Linked DNA regions of Mus musculus: all the other regions are linked to region 2. The links are chromatin contacts, called in public HiChIP or PLAC-seq and promoter capture Hi-C maps. All regions are on one chromosome and are shown on one strand. The core of a region is the stretch at or near the end of the contact, and the rest is flanking DNA. Distances in the headings are between cores, read along the strand shown.

Region 1 (2,700 bases), core at 113-2,612, 1.7 Mb before region 2:
CACAGCATAAGCCAAATCAAGGAGGGTGGTTGTACTGGCTAGTTTTGTGTCAACTTGACACAGCTGGAGTTATCACAGAGTAAGGACCTTCAGTTGAGGAAATACCTCCATGAGATCCAACTGTAAGGCATTTTCTCAATTAGTGATCAAGGGGGAAAGGCCCCTTGTGGGTGGGACCATCCCTGGGCTGGTAGTCTTGGGTTCTATAAGAGAACAGGCTGAGCAAGCCAGGGGAAGGAAGCCAGTAAGGAACATCCCTCCATGGCTTCTACATCAGTCTTTGCCTCCCAAGTGCTGAAATGAAAGGTTCTCTGTGAGGTCCCAAGACAACAAAATATGTCTAGGTCAAAGATAAACTGGATGTGTTACTAGGCTGTGGGCTGTTTTTAAAGGCAGAAGTCTGTTTCATCCATTCCTCTTATTTGTAGTGCCTATATGACCCACCCACACACACACAAACGCCCAGTGAATTAGACAGCCTCACCTTTAAACACGCCTTTTATGAGTGGAGCTACTGCTGTATTAAAGACCTCTTCCTGTTCAGTAGAGGGGTCAAACACAAAATCGTAGGTAAATGATTTATCATTACCAACCACCACCTGCAAGAGGCAAGAGACAAGGATGGGGAAGGATTAAAAAAAAAATGCCTGACCACGCCCCTCGCTCCTTTCAGCCTCAGCTGTGGAGGAAGCCACTCCAGACTCGACTACCCACCTGAGGCTCTCCGGGCACAAAGGAAAGGCACGTCTGGCAGCCCTCCTTAATCTCTTTCGAGACGAGGGGGCGACAACGCAGTGCCACTCTTACGGGAATCCCCTTCACCTCTTCTTTCATGGTACCAGCTCAGCAGGTGTCCGTGCTGGGTGAAGCCGGCTCTCCCAGGAGCCCCCGGAGGCTGGCAGGAGTGGAAAGGCCCTTCTCAGGCGGTGGGAGAGCTCGGAACTCGCTGATGCACTCTCCCTCCCAGCGGGATCACGGTGTCCTGTCACTCTTGGCCACCGCCTAAAGGTTTGTCAGTCCCAATACTGCAGGGCGAAGCGGCGTCAGCAATAAGGAAACTCCAGCAGAGACAGCAACCGCGACCCCAAGCCCTAAAGTGCTCCAAAGCGCAGAATCGGAGCTAACGCGGTGCCCGGGTAACTCACCAAACTAAACGTCCCTCTCACCGACCTTCCCTGGCGCCCTGTTCCAACCGGAGCTTTAACCGCCAAGTTTCAAATTGATCCCAGAGGCGCCAGCCAATCGGAGCGCGTACAGCCTGTGAGAAGCAGACGAACTTGAGCACGCACACCGTGACGCGCAAGGAGGCTGGAGCTCTGGCTCGCCCAAAGAGAGCTCCGCCCCGGCAGGGTGGTAGGAGCATCCGCTTCCGGTTCCGACGCCGAATTGGCTGTCGCTGACCGAGGCCTTCTTACCGGTGAGGTGGCCCTGAGTTAAGTGGTCGCGAGCGCGGGATTCGGGCGGGTTGCAGGACCTGGATCTAGAAGGTAGCCCGTGTAGACGGAACCCGTCTGTGGACACCACGTTTACTAAGCACCTCTAGAGATTGTGTCTGGCCCCAATCCCTATGGGATAGTTAAGAGTTGGCACTCCCTTGCTGTTTTAAAGTAGATCTTTGTAGATGTGTAGATTCTCTTTTCCTAGGTTGGAAGTGGTGACACCTATTGTTTTTTGTAGAATTGTGAGAAATGCAAACATGCCATTAGAGTGCTTAAAAAATTAATTTTTTTGTCTTTTGTTTTTGTTATTTTGTTTTGTAGCCTGCCTCTCCTCCCTACCCCCCCTCCCCAATCTTAACACCTACTTGTGGGCTAGTCCCATAAAGGAATGGCCCTCGGCTGGAAGGCTTTCTGGAACTTAGAGTGCTTGGTCCTTTTTAAAATCATTTTCGTTTCCTTTGATTCGTCCTTTTCAGGGCTTTGCCTGAAATGGACAACCGGATTCCCTATGATGACTACCCTGTGGTTTTCCTGCCGGCCTATGAAAACCCTCCAGCGTGGATTCCTCCTCATGAGGTGGGCGCCATCTGCATTCCTGAATAATCATGAGATCTATGAAAGAAAAAGTAGCAGGGCTAGGAAACTCAGTGGAGAGTGGATCTTAGGTGAATTCTGAGCAACAGTGACCCACTGGTGACTTCTTGCAGAATCACCATGCCAGAACCCTTCACACTGGTGAATTCTGAAAATTCAGAGCCTTAATTTCCATCCTGTCAATAAGAAAGGACTAGGGATCTATAGGGCCACTAACATGTCCCGAGACTAAACAGCCACTCCTCTGGACTGTTTTATCTGTGCTTTGTAAACTGAGTCAATGGCTTTACCAATTCCTGACATATATCTGGTTTATTGGTATTCTAAAAGAAGGTAGATGTAACACATCTAAGACTGGGAATAAGATTTCGGGGATTGCTGTATCTTGCAGAGAGTGTACCACCCAGACTACAACAATGAGTTGACCCAGTTTCTGCCCCGAATTGTTACACTGAAGAAGCCTCCTGGTGCTCAGGTAAACTTATAGGGGCTCTTATTCCAGTAACGTTTGGTCCATGCCAGAAATTGGCCATGGTTGGGGTGTGGATGTGGATTGGGAGGTAGGTGACCAGAAAAGCAGAGGTGGCACTTCTACAGCATCTCCTTTTCTTCTGAGTACATAGATGTCCCTGTTCTTATGTCTCTGCTGAGTCTGCATCCTGTGTCC
Region 2 (2,700 bases), core at 160-2,659:
AACACTCTAGATGCTCGAGAAATATTTTTGCTGAAGAGATGAACAAATAGAGCTAGTAAGCAGAAGAGCTGGGACTTGAACCAAGTTCCCTTGCCTCTCAGTTCAGTTCTCTGTTACGCTGCCAATTTAAAACAAAAGAAATGAAAGCAGTTACTGAGCAAACAGTATATAAGCAAATACTGTTTGGGAAGAAGAACGACAGGGCGTAACAACGACTTCCTTATACTCCTCCACTCATGACTGTATTAGGCACTTCATAGAAGTTATGCCATTTTAAAGGCAGGTACCTTCTTTTCAGTTTAAGAGTCAAAAACACCCTTCACTGAAACGAAATGCTCAAACTCACAAAAGCTTCAGTGCGAATGCACTCTAGCTCACATGGGGTTAACTGTGAAGCCAGTGTTCTTAAAGCAGTATTGGTGGCTCTTAGTGACATATGTGTCATGAAGGGGATAGCAAGCACCTGCAAATAATAATTAGCTGCTTTGAGTCACCCACCGGGCAAGTAAAGGTTCCGGTTACAACCAATAAAACGACAACGTCCTGTGAGAAGCAGTTTCATTACTTGTGTAGTACTTCACAATGACTGGTGACAAGTCGTGATAAATGACAGCGATAGAGGATACTTCAGAAACCACTCCAAGCTCGGCATTTAACTCACTGTCAAAGAACCCCTAGAGTGTGGACAGACAGCGGAGAGTCTCAGAAAGGCACAGAAGGCCAGCGAATGGAAGGGAGATGCAGCTAACTCAAAGACCAGGTGTAGTGTCAGCTGGTTGTAGACGCCAAGGGCCTGCAAAGCCAAGAAGCTCTGGCTCTCTGATCCCGAAGCCTTCCCGACTCGCTTCCCGGGAGCTCTGCCTCGCCCTCAGTCCCTTCTGCCACTGTCCTCTTAACTCACCAGGGGCTTGGATGCCGCTGCCTCCTGTTCTCCCGGAGAGTCCTCCGCTTCCGCCATCTTGATAAACCTCCAACTGCTCCCCTCCCATGCGTCTCTGCGAAACCTGAGACGTGGAGACCGGGGCTGGTCAGCGCGCGGTCGCGTTAAGACGGCGTCACCGCCGGCGCCTGAGGCTGGCTGCTGCGGCGCCCAGCCGAGTTCCGGTGCTCCGGTAGCCTCCGAGGCTCGAGCGCGAGCCTATTTGCTCACTGTTTGGGGACGCAGTTTCGCTAGGGGGCGCTCCGCCTTCCACGCCCACTGAGAGTGCAGGCTAGAAGCGCCGGCTCGCCCAGCGGTGCCCCAGGCTCCAGCAAACTCCCAGCCGAACCCAATGGAGCCCAGTGATGCTCAGCTGAACCCAATCGAGCCCCGTGATGCTCAGCCGAACCCAATCGAGCCCAGAGGCCCCAGCCAAACTTAGCCGAGCCAAGTGGCATTCAGCCGAACCTAGCTGAACTTAGCCGAACTTAGCGGAACCTAGCGGTACACAGCCAAACACAATCGAGTCCAGAGGCTCCCAGCCAAACCTAGCAGAGCCCAGAGGTGCACAGCCGAACCTAGCCGGACACAGCAGAGCCCGGCAACGCACAGCGGAATACAATGGCGCTCAGAGGCGCCCAGCCGAACCTAGTAGGCACACAACCAAACCTAGCCGAATGAAGCCGAGCCCAATGGAGCCCAGAGGCTCCTGCTAAACTTAGCGGAGCCCAGTAGCGTTCAGCCAAGCCCAGCAATGCACAGCCGAACTTAGCCGAACCCAGCGGTGCACAGCCAAACACAATCGAGCCCAGAGGCTTCCAGCCGAACGTAGCAGAACCCAGAGGTGCACAGCCGAACCTAGCCGAACACAGCCGAGCCCAGCAGCGCACTACCGAACCTAGTCGGCTCACAGCCGAACGCAGCCGAGCCCAGCCGCTCACCACCGAACCTAGTCTGATCACAGCCTGACACAGCCGAACGCAGCCGAGCCCAGAGGCGAACAGCCGAAGCTAGTCGGTGCAAAGCCGAACGCAGCCGAGCCCAGCCGTGCACCACCGAACCTAGTCGGATCACAGCCGAGTGTAGCCGAACGTAGCCGAGCCCAGCGGGCACCGCCGAACCTAGTCGGATCACAGCCGAATGCAGCCGAGCCCAGCAGCGCACAGCTGAACCTATCTGAACGCAGCCAGCGGTGGCCTGCGGCACAGAGCCACACCTAGCCGAGCCCAGACAAACGAAGTCGAACGCATCGGCGTTCAGCCAAGCGCTGCCGAGACCAATGGCGCCCAGTCGATCCCAACCGAACCTAACCGCACCCAGCTGAGAGTAGGCTATCCCACCACCAGCGCCACTGCGGAGCAAAGCGGAGCACTGTGGATCCAAAACGCGCCCAACTAGGACCATCTGAAAGCAGCTGAGACTAGCAGCGCTTGACAGAACCAGTTCACCAGAAGTGGCTCTGAAGTGCCATTCCTCGTGTCCCCAAGAAAAAGGCCTCCGACTTCAAGTTGAAGAACCTGATCCCCTTGTCTACTGCCGTCCTTGCCTTACTAGTTCCCTGAGCTTCATAGCCAGCTTCCATCTCCTTCAAATCCTCAAACCTTTGTATTGTCTCCCCACAGGTCCTGCACAATTATTCTCTCTTTCATCTCCTATCAAGTGGGAGAGCTTCACTCCACTAACTTCCCAAAACCACTACAACTTTGAAGTTGCTAAGCTACTTGGTGGCAAGTACTGAAAATGTCCTTGATCAGTAGAGGCTCCTGGGGTGGGTAGTAGGC
Region 3 (2,700 bases), core at 129-2,628, 1.0 Mb before region 2:
TTATCAAAACAAAACAAAAATCCAACTTCCTGTTCCAAAGGCAGCAATAATGAAAACTCTTCACACCCACTGCACCCAACTCCATCTACAAGAGTGTCAGAACCGGCATGCAAAGGGTGAGTTTTATTTCCATAGATTTTTTAAATTGCTGTTCAGAAGTTGTCTAGCAAGACGGCATATTTCTACCAGAATTCCTCAGGGGCGCTGATCCTAACTAGAACGCAGAAGAGAATCCGTCTCAAGTTGCAGGTAAGTGTGAAAAAAGCTCAGGTCCTGGTCAGCGCACAAGAATCCAGCGCTGAAAGTATGGTTAAAAGTTGTTTCAACGGGCGTGGAACAGTTAGTACAGCTGTTTACAGCTCCAACTCCAAAGAGGAGCCTGCTAGTGCTGGCATCAGCTCGGGACACGAAGAAACAAGCACCACGGGCAGAGAAACTCACCAGGGGGCACGAGGGGCCAAGCTGCTCGCCGTTAGACGGCCACGGGGGCGGCGCAGGCACCTCCGCGCCCGGATGGGTGCAAGGCAGGCCAACTTTTCGCTAAGCAGCCCACACCTCCCCGGGGGCGGCGCGTGCAGGCTGGGCTTTCCAACTCCACGGGACCGGAGAGGGTCTGGATGAGCCAAGGCAGGAACCGAGAACAACCTGACCTGGACAACCTCTCCCCAGCACTCCGGCCCACTCCCAGCTCCTGCCCTGGAACTTGGCTCTGAGTGGCAGAGTCCCCTGAGCCCTGAGGCCCAGGCCCCCGCCCAACCGAGCAGGGGAGGGGGCCTCCAAGGCCGCCGCCCCTCCTAGGTGACTCACCTGGTGCCGGTCCTGGGAGTCAGGGGGGAGTGGATCTTCTCCCGGTTCCAAAGGCTGCTGTTGAAAGGACGGCTGCCCCAGGTGGCGGGTGATGGGACCCACCGGGTCGAGGCTCCCAGGGCTGCTTAGGGTGCCAGAGGTGCCAGGAGCACCCGGGCCACCGAGGCGGGACTCGGTTCCCCGTTCCCGCCGCAATTCGGACCGCAACTCTAGGTAGCAGCACAGCGTCAGCAGGTGGAGGGCCAGCGAGAGGCCAAAGAAACCCAGGAAGAGCCGGCAGCTGTTCCCTTCGCCCGCCCGAGCAGGGGCCCCGCGACAGCCGCAGCCCTGGCTGCCCCGCTCCCTTGGCGCTGCCGCAGGCAGGGGTTCCCTGCGCTCTACCTCTGGGTAGCCCATGGCCTCCAGAGACAACCACTATCTGAGGCCCGGGAGCCTCTGCCTCTGCCTCAGTCCTTCACGACCCCTGACAGGCGACTACTGTCCTGCCATCGGCTGGGGGCTGCAGGGACCCGTTCCTGAGCGACGGTGGCTGGGCGGGACAGAACAGGGAGCAGCCGCATGTGCAGCTCCACTCCGAGGGGTGGGAAAGGGAGGAGGAGGGGCGGGCGAGAGGGGCGGCGCGGCCAGAGAGGGAATGAGGGAGGAGGTCCTCACCTACCCCGCCCCATGCCTCAAGGGGCGGCCGGGACGCCCAACCACGGGCCCGCCAGGCCTGGCTGCCCCGCCCCCTGCCGTTCCACTCGGGCCTCCAGCCGTGGGGCGGGGCCTGGGGGCGTGGGGGTTCACCTCTGCCTGGCAGCCCCACCCAGCTCTTCCCGCTTGCCCCGTTGCAGTTGGTGAGGGCGGCTGTCGTTCATCTCTAGACTCCACCCCGGTTTAACCCTTCAGCGCCGCTATGGGGGAGGGCAGGAGGGGGAGGCTGAGAAGAATTTGGGAACCTTGGAAAGAACGTGGAGAAAAGAAAAGGAGGCAGAAACTAGCATTAATAGAAATGTTTGCAATTAACTGCAGTTGCTAATAACATCATCCAGTACTTATCTGTTGCTTTCAATCTTCAAAGCGTTTAACAGACGTTAAACTAATTAAAACAGTTCAGGGTTTGGAATGAAACCATGCCTGCTGTGTTTGCAATTCAATGGCTCGCCAGAAGAAAAGGAGACCTAGGAGCCTGGGAGCCAAACAGACTGGGAACAGGGCAACCTCACTCCTAAAATGAGTCTTGGGGCACAGTCTGAGGGCATAGAGAGGGTGCCTAGTGCCAAGTAAAACTGAAGTGATGCTGTCCGTTGAAGGCTAAAACCGTTTCCTAGGATTTCTTGATATAGTAATTCATTCAACAGATATGCATTGATCCCTTTCACAGTGCAGAAAGTACCGTGTGAGAGAACCCTCAGGCAAAAGTTTATCTTTTTCCAGAGCTGCACAAGTTTTGGAAGAACTTGAGCCTTCGAGGAGCAGGTGGGGAAACTGAGGGTCATGATGAGGTGAATTTTTACAGGGGTGGTCCACAGCATGGCCAGACACTATTGGCATCTGTATTCGCAGGCAACTGTTCTGGCCTCTCCACCCTTCCCATGCTTCCCCTGGAGTACTCCCTGGGGTAAGTTCAACAAGTCAGCCAAATGTTCCAGATGTACACTGCTGCAACGGCAGCATCTTCAACAGCTGCACCAATCAGAAACAGGGTCAGAGGGGGGAAAATGGCAAATGTCAGAACAATAGACCTGGAAATGAAGGATGGAAAAGATTAGTTGTCAAGAGTCACAATTGACAAGTGTTAGTAGTCTCAAATTTTAGAGAACTAAATAACTGTAGCAGAGCAAGCAGCCACTTTTTTTTTTACCCAGTAGGTACACTCATTTCCATGTAATTGAGAAATGAATAATTAGCAAT
Region 4 (2,700 bases), core at 27-2,526, 1.6 Mb before region 2:
AGTTCAAGATATTGTGTACTTTTGAAATATTTACCCCATACAAACAGCATTATGCAGTGACATGGAAAAGGTTGTGGTATACTTTGATCAACCTAATGGTTAGAATAACACTGCTACTAGTGATGACCCTAAGGTGTGTGTTGAGGGGCTGGGGGGGTGGTCCTGAAGTTTTAGCACAACCCCCTCAACAATGGCACAAAGGCTTGTTAAGATTCAGGAAAGTTTGCTTTCACCAGGGTCTATGTTCATTAAGAACCAAGAAAATAAAATACACTATTCTGTAGTACACACACACACACACACACACACACACCACACAAACACATGCACCCCCAACTACAGCCCTCAAATTACAGCCATTGACCCACCTCTCTATTTTAGCCTGTCTTTGAGATGCCATAGCAACGAGATTTGGATAGGCCATGGAGGAGCTAGCAGTATTATTTTCAGCTGAGTTAGTCTTGGTTTGGGGTAGCTGAAACTCTGCCACATGATAGCAATGACACTGAGTTAAGAAATGTACGAAGTGTTCTCGAGCCCGCTGCAAATGATCTAGACGCTTGCTGGGGTTGACTTGTTTCATGGTGAGGGCTCCTTGCAACGCTGGCACCATCAGGTACTTCAGGTCGGTGGAAGCAATCTCTTCCAGATCTTCATTTCGGCTGCAAAGAGCAAAGAGGAGGCCGTGAAGCCTGGTTGAGCATTAAGCCGTGGCCCCTGCTTCTAGGGAAGAATAGGGCTGGGAGAGAGTGGTGCAAAGACATTGGCCAGATTAAAAAGAAAGTGGCTGAGCTTGCATACCCAAGGACCAGGCAGTCAGCCGTACACGAGGGAGCATTGTTCTGGGATATTAAGCATCTCAGAAGAAAAGTGGAGAATGGAAAGAATGTACACGGGTGAACAAGTAGGAACCGCGCGGTTTTAGCCTTAAAGGTCCTTTCCACCCAAGTGCAATGGCTCTGCCCTTGCTAGCCATTCCTTCTCTGCGGTTCCTGCCCTCTCCCCCGTACCTGAACAAATCAAGCTGCGATAACATTCCAGCAGCCTTCTCAAGGAGTTCTAGTCCTTTGGACACCTTATCCTGGATTGTTCGGGAGCCGGTGGGTTCAGTTGCTACTTCCACGTCCTCCAGAAGTTTTTTGCTTGTTTCAAAGAGCTCCGGAAGCCGCGGCAGCAGTAACTCGTCTTCAGACGCTGCCATCTTGTGGAAAGAAAGAAACCCGGAAGAATTTCTACCGAAGTCAAAGGTAAACTCCATAAAGACGAGCCCTAAAGCTCTCACGACACAGGAAGCAGTAGTGCATTGGCCAGCGACTTGTTACCAAAGCTTCCCAAATGACTTCTGGGAATCGCAGTTTTCTGGCCCTGGCAACCGTTTCCAGGGACTCATTTTCAGCCAGCCGCTTGTTTTAAAGTCGTCTGTGCTGTTTTACTAAAGATGGGCTCCACGTGGCCAGAAGTGGACTTGCAAGTTCCTAGTACTCTGAGGCACAGGAGTGGCGGGGCTGATTTCCAAACTCCAGCCAGCGTGAGTAGGCGAACGTGTTCCATGCTTGGAGAACCACGAGCCTGCTATGCCAGAGAAGTCAAGTCGTTCCCCCAAGGAAAGTCCTGCTAGTCAGCGGCCACTCTCTCGGTTTCCGGGTCTGCTTACCCTAGAGGACGTGAAGTTGTAAGTCGCGCTCTCGATCAATGCCCACCCACCGCGCCACAACCTTCTGTCCCCTATACACTCGAACACCCTTTGAGCCAGCACCCTGTGAAACCTTTCTCTTTGATCAGGAACATTTGAAAACTTGCAACTCCTATCTACCAACAGCCGGCTGCCTTCCTTTCTTGGAACTTTCTTTCCAGGTCACACTTCTATGCAGTCTTTGGTTCTCTCCCCATATACTGTGCCTTTCACCTCGCCGTTCGGATTTCTTCTGTGCACGCATACAGCACGGACCACACTGCATTAATAGCTAGTGTTTTATAAAATCTCCCTTCCAGAATGATTATGAGCCATCTTAGCACCTCCTCTGGCTATCCTTCATACTGAAGTTACCCAGAGTCATGATATATAAATAGAAAAATAAAGCGATCTCTTTGGAAATCAGCTCAGCTTTGCAGATACTAGATGGCTGGCTACCTAGTGCTCAGGTGTGCTTATCTTAAATTTAGATGTGTTGTAAAAGTAAATTACAGGTCAGATTTTGATTATATAATCAAAACATGTAAAAATATCTCAACGCTTTGACTATATGTTGAATGATAATATTTTTGAGACAGGGTCTTTTGTAATCCAGTCTGGCTTTGAAGCGCGATGGCCTTTACCTTCCAATCCCATGTGCAGGGATTACAAGAGCGTGTCACCACATTTGGTTCCTAGGGATTGAACTCAGGGCTTTGTGCATTCTACACAAGCGCTCTACCAGTTGAACCACACACACCCAATAATAGTATTTTAGTATATTCAGTTATGCGTTCTTAAATTTTCTTTGTTTTTAAAAATAGATGCCAACTATTTTTTTTGTTATTATTTTTTTGTTGTTGTTTTGAAACAAGTTCTCAAACTTGCTATGTAGGTAAGGATGATATTGAACTTGAGATCCATGGTTTCTACCTCCTGAGTGATGGTTACACCTGCAAAGTAGTACAGTCATACACGTGGTTTATGCTGGGGATTGAACATAGAGCCAGCCTTGTGCTACCTACACA
Region 5 (2,700 bases), core at 116-2,615, 1.5 Mb after region 2:
TATACATTACCTACAAATAGAAAAGGAAACAATGCTAGCCCTGGTGGTACATGCATGTATTCCCAGTTTTGTGGAGGTTGCAGTAAGAGAATTGTGAGTTCAAGGCCTGCTTAGGCTGCAATAGAGAACTCAAAATCAGTCCACGAAACTTGGAGAGTATTTCTCAAACTAAGCAGTTGTAATTGGTGGGAATATCTCAGTGGAAGAGCATTTATTTGTTGAGCATGTGCAAGGCAATAGGCTCAATCTCTAACATCATAAGAGAAATTTGCTGAGTACATACAAAATGGCATGTAGCACTACAGAAACTGGAGATTTGAACATGTTTTCTTTTCTCTGAGTGCATAGCAGATACTGAGGGAAAAGACAACAAATACATCATCAATAACAAAAGTTGACAATGTTGTTACTTTTTTGTTTTGTTTTGTTTTGTTTGTTTGTTTTTTGGAGACAGGATTTCTCTGTATAGCCCTGGCTGTCCTAGAACTCACTCTCTAGACCACGCTGGCCTTGAACTCAGAAATCCACCTGGCTCTGCCTCCTAAATGCTAGAATTAAAGGCGTGGGCCACCACTGCCTGGCTTGTTACAATGTTTAAAATCTTACCCCTTCTAGATTAGTGCTAGGAGCCATGCTATCTGAGTTGTGTGCTACTTAGAAGAGTGCAGGAATATAGCACATTAAGGAAGAGAACAGACTGTGCAAACAATTAGTGTAAAACAGATGATCTGACTTGTTTCACATGGGCAAGGGGGTCTTTAAGGCTGTCAAATGACAAATAAAACTGTGACTATGCTTCATATCTGACAAAAATTTGATTAGATTTATGGTCAGGTTTTTGATAACAACTTGAGGTTTTTAAATTGGAAAGTAATCGAAAAGAGTACAGAGAAGAGCATGACACCTTAGAATTAGAAGAAAATATCTTAAGCTGGGCCACAAAGGGCTCTGTTTTTGCCCCTCCCCATTTTACGATTTTGAAATCCACCCAAAAATTAATAGTAAAATGAATAACTTGAGGAAGTGCATATTACAGAAATATATACTGTATATGAAGAAAACACAACGTCTGACAGTATATGGTTAGGACCTCAGAGAAATGTGTACTCCAGCGCCCTCTGCTGAATTCTTATGTCTATTTTCCTAAATTCTTGTGACGCAGTTTCGGATTCAAAGCTAAAGTGGCAAGGACCCTGCACCACAGACATAACAGGGTTGCTAGTAACAGCATTGAGGGGATTGGCAAAGACCTTAACCTCTGGTTTGGGTTGGCAGCCCGCAGGAGAGTATAAGCTCATGTTTTTGGACAAGTAGATGTCCGTAAACATTAAGAATAAAGCTGTTGTCATTACAGAGCAGCAGTCCAGCAGGTGGAGATAGAGGGTAACAAGAGGGCCTCAGCTTCTCTGAAATTTCTAGAACTGGACTGCTTTATTAGAGTTTAAGGCTGTGTTCCAAGTTTTCAATGATGGAATTAATCTTTGGAGCTATTTCTTTTATTATTATTTTCTTCAGAGTTTCCAGAATAACCTACACTACAAAGATTTTAGGCAGTGGTGTAGAGAACAGTATATAAACACATACACATGTAAATTTGTGCACTTTTGGGAAGGGAATGTCTTTACCTTTCATTAGATTTTCACAAAGCATTTGTTTGGTAAGTGCTTGCATTAGAAGACAGAACCCTGGGCCATTGATAGGACACTGTAATTGCTTTTCAGAATTCTAGAGCCAAACTCTCTTTGTAATATTTACTAGGCTTGTTCCTAGCTTGAAATCCCAGGCAATGTTCCCAGCTTGTCTCTGACACACCTGCCTCATCCATAAAATGGGCTTACTAGCAGCATTAATGAAATAGCTGATGGAAATGAGTCTAGGCTTCCCCAAGAGTTCAGTAAGCCTTGGCAACATTTTAATACATCATGCTGATATAAAGACTCAAAATCCATTATCTCCTTTGATGTTAAATACAATTGTATGAAACGTGTTTGCACTTAAAGGAATATGAGATAGACAGACTAAATTACTTGAACAAGATCATGCAGTCAAGTTAATGACAAAATGAGACACTAGAAATTTTTTTAAAAAGTACAAAAAACCCTTACCATAATTGACTGCTATAAAATCCTTATATTGATGATTTAAGCCCAAATTCTGATTCTGGATTTCATTTTACAGTTGAAAAATGATATCCCATATGGTACTGTACCCAGTCTTAGCTTAAACATGTGTTACAAGAAGCAAAATATATCTTAGAAGAATCCAGTATATTTACGGAAGAAAACTTCATTACCATGTGCTTTGTAAATACTGAGAATTCTCTTTTTTTTTAGAGCTAAAATTTCTTTTTTAAAATTTTTATTAGATATTTTCTTCATTTACATTTCAAATGCTATCCCAAAAGTCCCCTATATCCTCCCCCCACCCTGCTCCCCAACCCACCCACTCCCACTTCTTCGCCCTGGCATTCCCCTGTACTGGGGCATATACAGTTTGCAAGACCAAGGGGCCTCTCTTCCCAGTGATGGCCGACTAGGCCATCTTCTGCTACATATGCAGCTAGAGACACGAGCTCTGGGGGTACTGGTTAGTTTATATTGTTGTTCCACCTATAGGGTTGCAGATCCCTTTAGCTCCTTGAGTACTTTCTCTAGCTTCTCCACTGGGGGCCCTGTGTTCCATCCTATAGATGACTGTGAG
Region 6 (2,700 bases), core at 73-2,572, 1.6 Mb after region 2:
TATGTGACTATATGTGTACATTGGCATGTGAGAAGCACCACTTTTAGAATTTCAAGACCATCAAGGCTAAAAACCTTTTAAAATTTCAAATACAGAAAGCAAGACTGAGAGACATCATATGAGGTCGAGTATCCTAATCCTCAAACCAGCATTCTTTTTACTACAATGGAGTCTCAAATCTCAGTTAGCTTAGACATTCTTGTTTGTAGAAGATAGAGGAAAATCAGAGAGCTCCTGTTTTAGAAAAAAATGCCATCTCTGGGAGAAGAGGCAGATTCTTCTTCTATTAGTCACCCCTTGTCCCTACTCAGGACAAAATTAGCTATGTAGGTTAGGAATTTTCAGTTTATTCTCAGAGATAATGTCAGATGACCCCAAAGTATATGAATGTATGTATGTATTCATGTATGTATGTATGAATATTTGTATGCATGTATGTATTTATATTCAAAATACACATGTATATCACTAAATTCTACTCATTATTCTAATCCAATTCTGCTGTTTTCCTCCAAAGGTTTTCAGCCTTTGAGACTTGATTCTTAATTCCTGTTCATGCACTGCTCAGGCCAGATGAGGTTCCAGAGTTTTCTCAAGGCACATTGTTTGGTTCTCTCCTCTACACCTTGTCTCAAGCTTCCATTTCTTCCTATTTACAATGTGTTCCAGGACATCCCCCACTTCTGTCTGTCAAGTGAGACTTTAAGAAAGTGTCATTGTTGGAAGAGCATATATATATAGTGTCTGTATGTGTGTACCATAATAGGTATGTGTAGCAAGAGACCCAGAGACCCAACCGAAGTCAAAGGATGGCTTAAATTCAGAGTGAAGTATAGGATTCAGTTTTTCTTCATTTTTAGTAGTCTTTCCCAAGCTTCATATTTTCTGTTAAAACTCTTAAACTTCTGAAGGTATTAATATAAAAATGCAAAGCCAGAGCCAGAAAGTAGCTTCTCCTCGTGTCTGAGAATCCTTACTTTTTCAACTTTTGGCTTTCTCTGGAACCCCAAGCCTGCTAAATCATGTACATGAACTTTAAAAACTTAAAAAAAAAAAAAAAAGCTGCATTTTGCTAGCTGCCTCCTCCCTTCCTCCCCACAGATTAGGCTAGATCTAACTTTGGGCCCTTCCCTCCCTAGACCCAGCTTCAGTTCCTGGAGCTTTAGTAACTATTGCCAGACTTGTGACTTGGCCGGTGTTTACCCGCCAGACTCACACTGTCCTTTCAGGGGCGGGGTTTATTTGCATAACCACTCCCAGACTTATAAAATGGTCCAATAGCTGTCCTGCATTCCTTACAGGGGAGGGGACGGGGATAGGCATAACATGAAAGAAATAGAGGATGGATTTGATCTGTTGTTGCTACACGTGGAAGTGAAATGACTCCAGCAGAACCTTGGTTGCAACGGATTCCACCTATTGTGAGAGCGGTATGCCATCTGGGGGCTGAGGGGCGGCTGTTGGGCTGGGTGTCTGCTCTGTACTCGAATGCTTTTGTTCAAAGAATCCCATTGTAAGATCCATCCATTTGATCTTGACAGAGTAAGTGTGGGAACATCCTTCGTGTGGTAAATCACTTGGAACCTGTGGCACCTAGGGACGGAAATAGAGGACCAGAGAACTATATCAGATGTCCCTCTAAGAGTGCTACAAAGTCAGCATGACTTGTGGGGGGAGAAGGGATTCTGTGGCTCTCAGTCATTCTATCCGTTTGTGCCCTGACAGCATTCTCCTAGATGTCAGAAACGCTGTTATCCCTACAGCTTTGAGTAGTCAGTTCCTGCCTGTGCAGGTTCGAACTGGGGCCAGATGGCCGCTGGGAATATGCCCGGACTTGTCCAACAACCCTGTGCATCTGGGATCCAGAGATAAGGAAGAGAAGGAGCCTGGGAGTTAGCTCTTGGAGAGGAGGAGGGAACAGATTGGACAAGCAGAGCATCCTGTGGAAAGCTGAACTAGCCCACCCACGTGGTGCCTGGGCAAGTCCGGGCCTGTGTAAAAAGCAATTTGGCACTGTGTATGGGGGCTTTCAGTCCAGCCTCGTCACCAGTGCGACTGAGTTTCATTTGATCACTTGCTGCTGGAAGCCGAGCCCGGGACAGTGATATTTTGATCCGGCCTCACCCCAAACACTGGCCAAGGCCCAGACAGCTGCAAGAACTGGCAGGGTGAAAGGAGAAGGGACCTGCCAGAGACTAGGCTGGGAAAACAGGCTGTAAGATCTCATTTTGACAGGTTTTGGCAGCGCTGGCCAATTTCATCTAGGGCAGTAAGAGGTAGTAAATTGTGGAACTCGCTGTCCAGGTAAAGTTTCTGTCCCCCTTGACTCACCATACCTTTCATCCAACCTATGATGCATACTGAATATTTGCCCTCTATCACCAAGTTTGAAGTACTAAGCCATATAGAGGCTGTTCTCCCTGGAGCCTTAAGAGACTCATCCTGAGTGTAGGACGACAACCAATACTGCACAAGATGAGCTTTAAACATACAAGCAAAACTCTCTGAAGTTGTCATTGTAAGGACCATATCAACTAGAGCTAGAGAAAGACAGATATGGGTTTGCTTGTTTTTGTCTGTTTGCTTGCTTGTTTGTATGTTTTTGGACACCTTTTGAGTGTTTGATTTTTCACCAGAGGTACTGAGGGAAGATTTGTCTCAGGTTTCTTTGGGACCTGATACAATCCCATGTAGATAAGG

What was found. Promoter capture Hi-C pulls out the DNA fragments that hold promoters and counts their contacts. HiChIP or PLAC-seq counts read pairs in DNA pulled down with a chosen protein or histone mark.
Region 1: a contact with region 2 is called in a promoter capture Hi-C map of erythroid cells, with 54 times the contacts expected there. The contact joins the promoter of Pdzd11 here to the promoter of Yipf6 in region 2. A contact is called at or near these places in 5 of 39 promoter capture datasets (cranial neural crest, erythroid cells, liver and 1 more), 1 of 484 Hi-C or Micro-C datasets (erythroblasts), 1 of 115 datasets of contacts at active chromatin or transcription factors (large pre-B cells) and 2 of 9 other capture datasets (adipose tissue and liver).
Region 3: a contact with region 2 is called in an H3K27ac HiChIP or PLAC-seq map of embryonic stem cells, with 7 times the contacts expected there. The contact joins the promoter of Eda here to the promoter of Yipf6 in region 2. A contact is called at or near these places in 1 of 39 promoter capture datasets (pre-B cells) and 1 of 115 datasets of contacts at active chromatin or transcription factors (embryonic stem cells).
Region 4: a contact with region 2 is called in a promoter capture Hi-C map of pre-B cells. The contact joins the promoter of Igbp1 here to the promoter of Yipf6 in region 2. A contact is called at or near these places in 8 of 39 promoter capture datasets (the C10 cell line, cranial neural crest, embryonic stem cells and 4 more), 4 of 484 Hi-C or Micro-C datasets (CD4 T cells, CD8 T cells, pre-B cells and 1 more), 2 of 115 datasets of contacts at active chromatin or transcription factors (astrocytes and large pre-B cells) and 2 of 9 other capture datasets (adipose tissue and liver).
Region 5: a contact with region 2 is called in a promoter capture Hi-C map of liver, with 5 times the contacts expected there. The contact joins the enhancer-like site here to the promoter of Yipf6 in region 2. A contact is called at or near these places in 8 of 39 promoter capture datasets (the 3T3-L1 cell line, 3T3-L1-derived adipocytes, cranial neural crest and 3 more) and 2 of 115 datasets of contacts at active chromatin or transcription factors (astrocytes and large pre-B cells).
Region 6: a contact with region 2 is called in an H3K27ac HiChIP or PLAC-seq map of extraembryonic endoderm stem cells, with 12 times the contacts expected there. The contact joins the promoter of Eda2r here to the promoter of Yipf6 in region 2. A contact is called at or near these places in 4 of 39 promoter capture datasets (the 3T3-L1 cell line, 3T3-L1-derived adipocytes, cranial neural crest and 1 more), 3 of 484 Hi-C or Micro-C datasets (muscle stem cells, reprogramming fibroblasts and uterus) and 6 of 115 datasets of contacts at active chromatin or transcription factors (astrocytes, embryonic stem cells, epiblast stem cells and 1 more).

What each region holds. Positions count from the first base shown.
Region 1 is chrX:100,624,603-100,627,302 of GRCm38.p6, reverse strand. It overlaps Pdzd11 (PDZ domain containing 11), which reads left to right and starts at 1,362. Exons shown (of 7, transcript NM_001356384.1): 1 at 1,362-1,417; 2 at 1,916-2,015; 3 at 2,425-2,508. The coding sequence starts at 1,929. It overlaps Kif4 (kinesin family member 4), which reads right to left and starts at 1,238. Exons shown (of 30, transcript NM_008446.2): 1 at 715-1,238; 2 at 485-599. The coding sequence starts at 834.
Region 2 is chrX:98,936,490-98,939,189 of GRCm38.p6, reverse strand. It overlaps Yipf6 (Yip1 domain family, member 6), which reads right to left and starts at 1,409. Exons shown (of 7, transcript NM_207633.2): 1 at 902-1,409. The coding sequence starts at 958.
Region 3 is chrX:99,974,284-99,976,983 of GRCm38.p6, reverse strand. It overlaps Eda (ectodysplasin-A), which reads right to left and starts at 1,378. Exons shown (of 8, transcript NM_001177937.1): 1 at 808-1,378. The coding sequence starts at 1,203.
Region 4 is chrX:100,492,867-100,495,566 of GRCm38.p6, reverse strand. It overlaps Igbp1 (immunoglobulin (CD79A) binding protein 1), which reads right to left and starts at 1,276. Exons shown (of 6, transcript NM_008784.3): 1 at 1,011-1,276; 2 at 369-662. The coding sequence starts at 1,201. It also overlaps a transcript of Awat2 not described here.
Region 5 is chrX:97,430,131-97,432,830 of GRCm38.p6, reverse strand. No RefSeq gene overlaps it. Among named protein-coding and RNA genes, the nearest start is that of Eda2r, 54 kb to the right of the region's middle. Within about 2 kb of position 1,365, at least 60 of the 459 cell types and tissues checked have an H3K27ac peak or open chromatin away from gene starts, as enhancers often do. A contact at or near this core is called in 3T3-L1-derived adipocytes, hippocampal neurons and liver, where this site is marked.
Region 6 is chrX:97,375,831-97,378,530 of GRCm38.p6, reverse strand. Eda2r (ectodysplasin A2 receptor) reads left to right here and starts at 1,322. Exons shown (of 7, transcript NM_001161433.1): 1 at 1,322-1,430.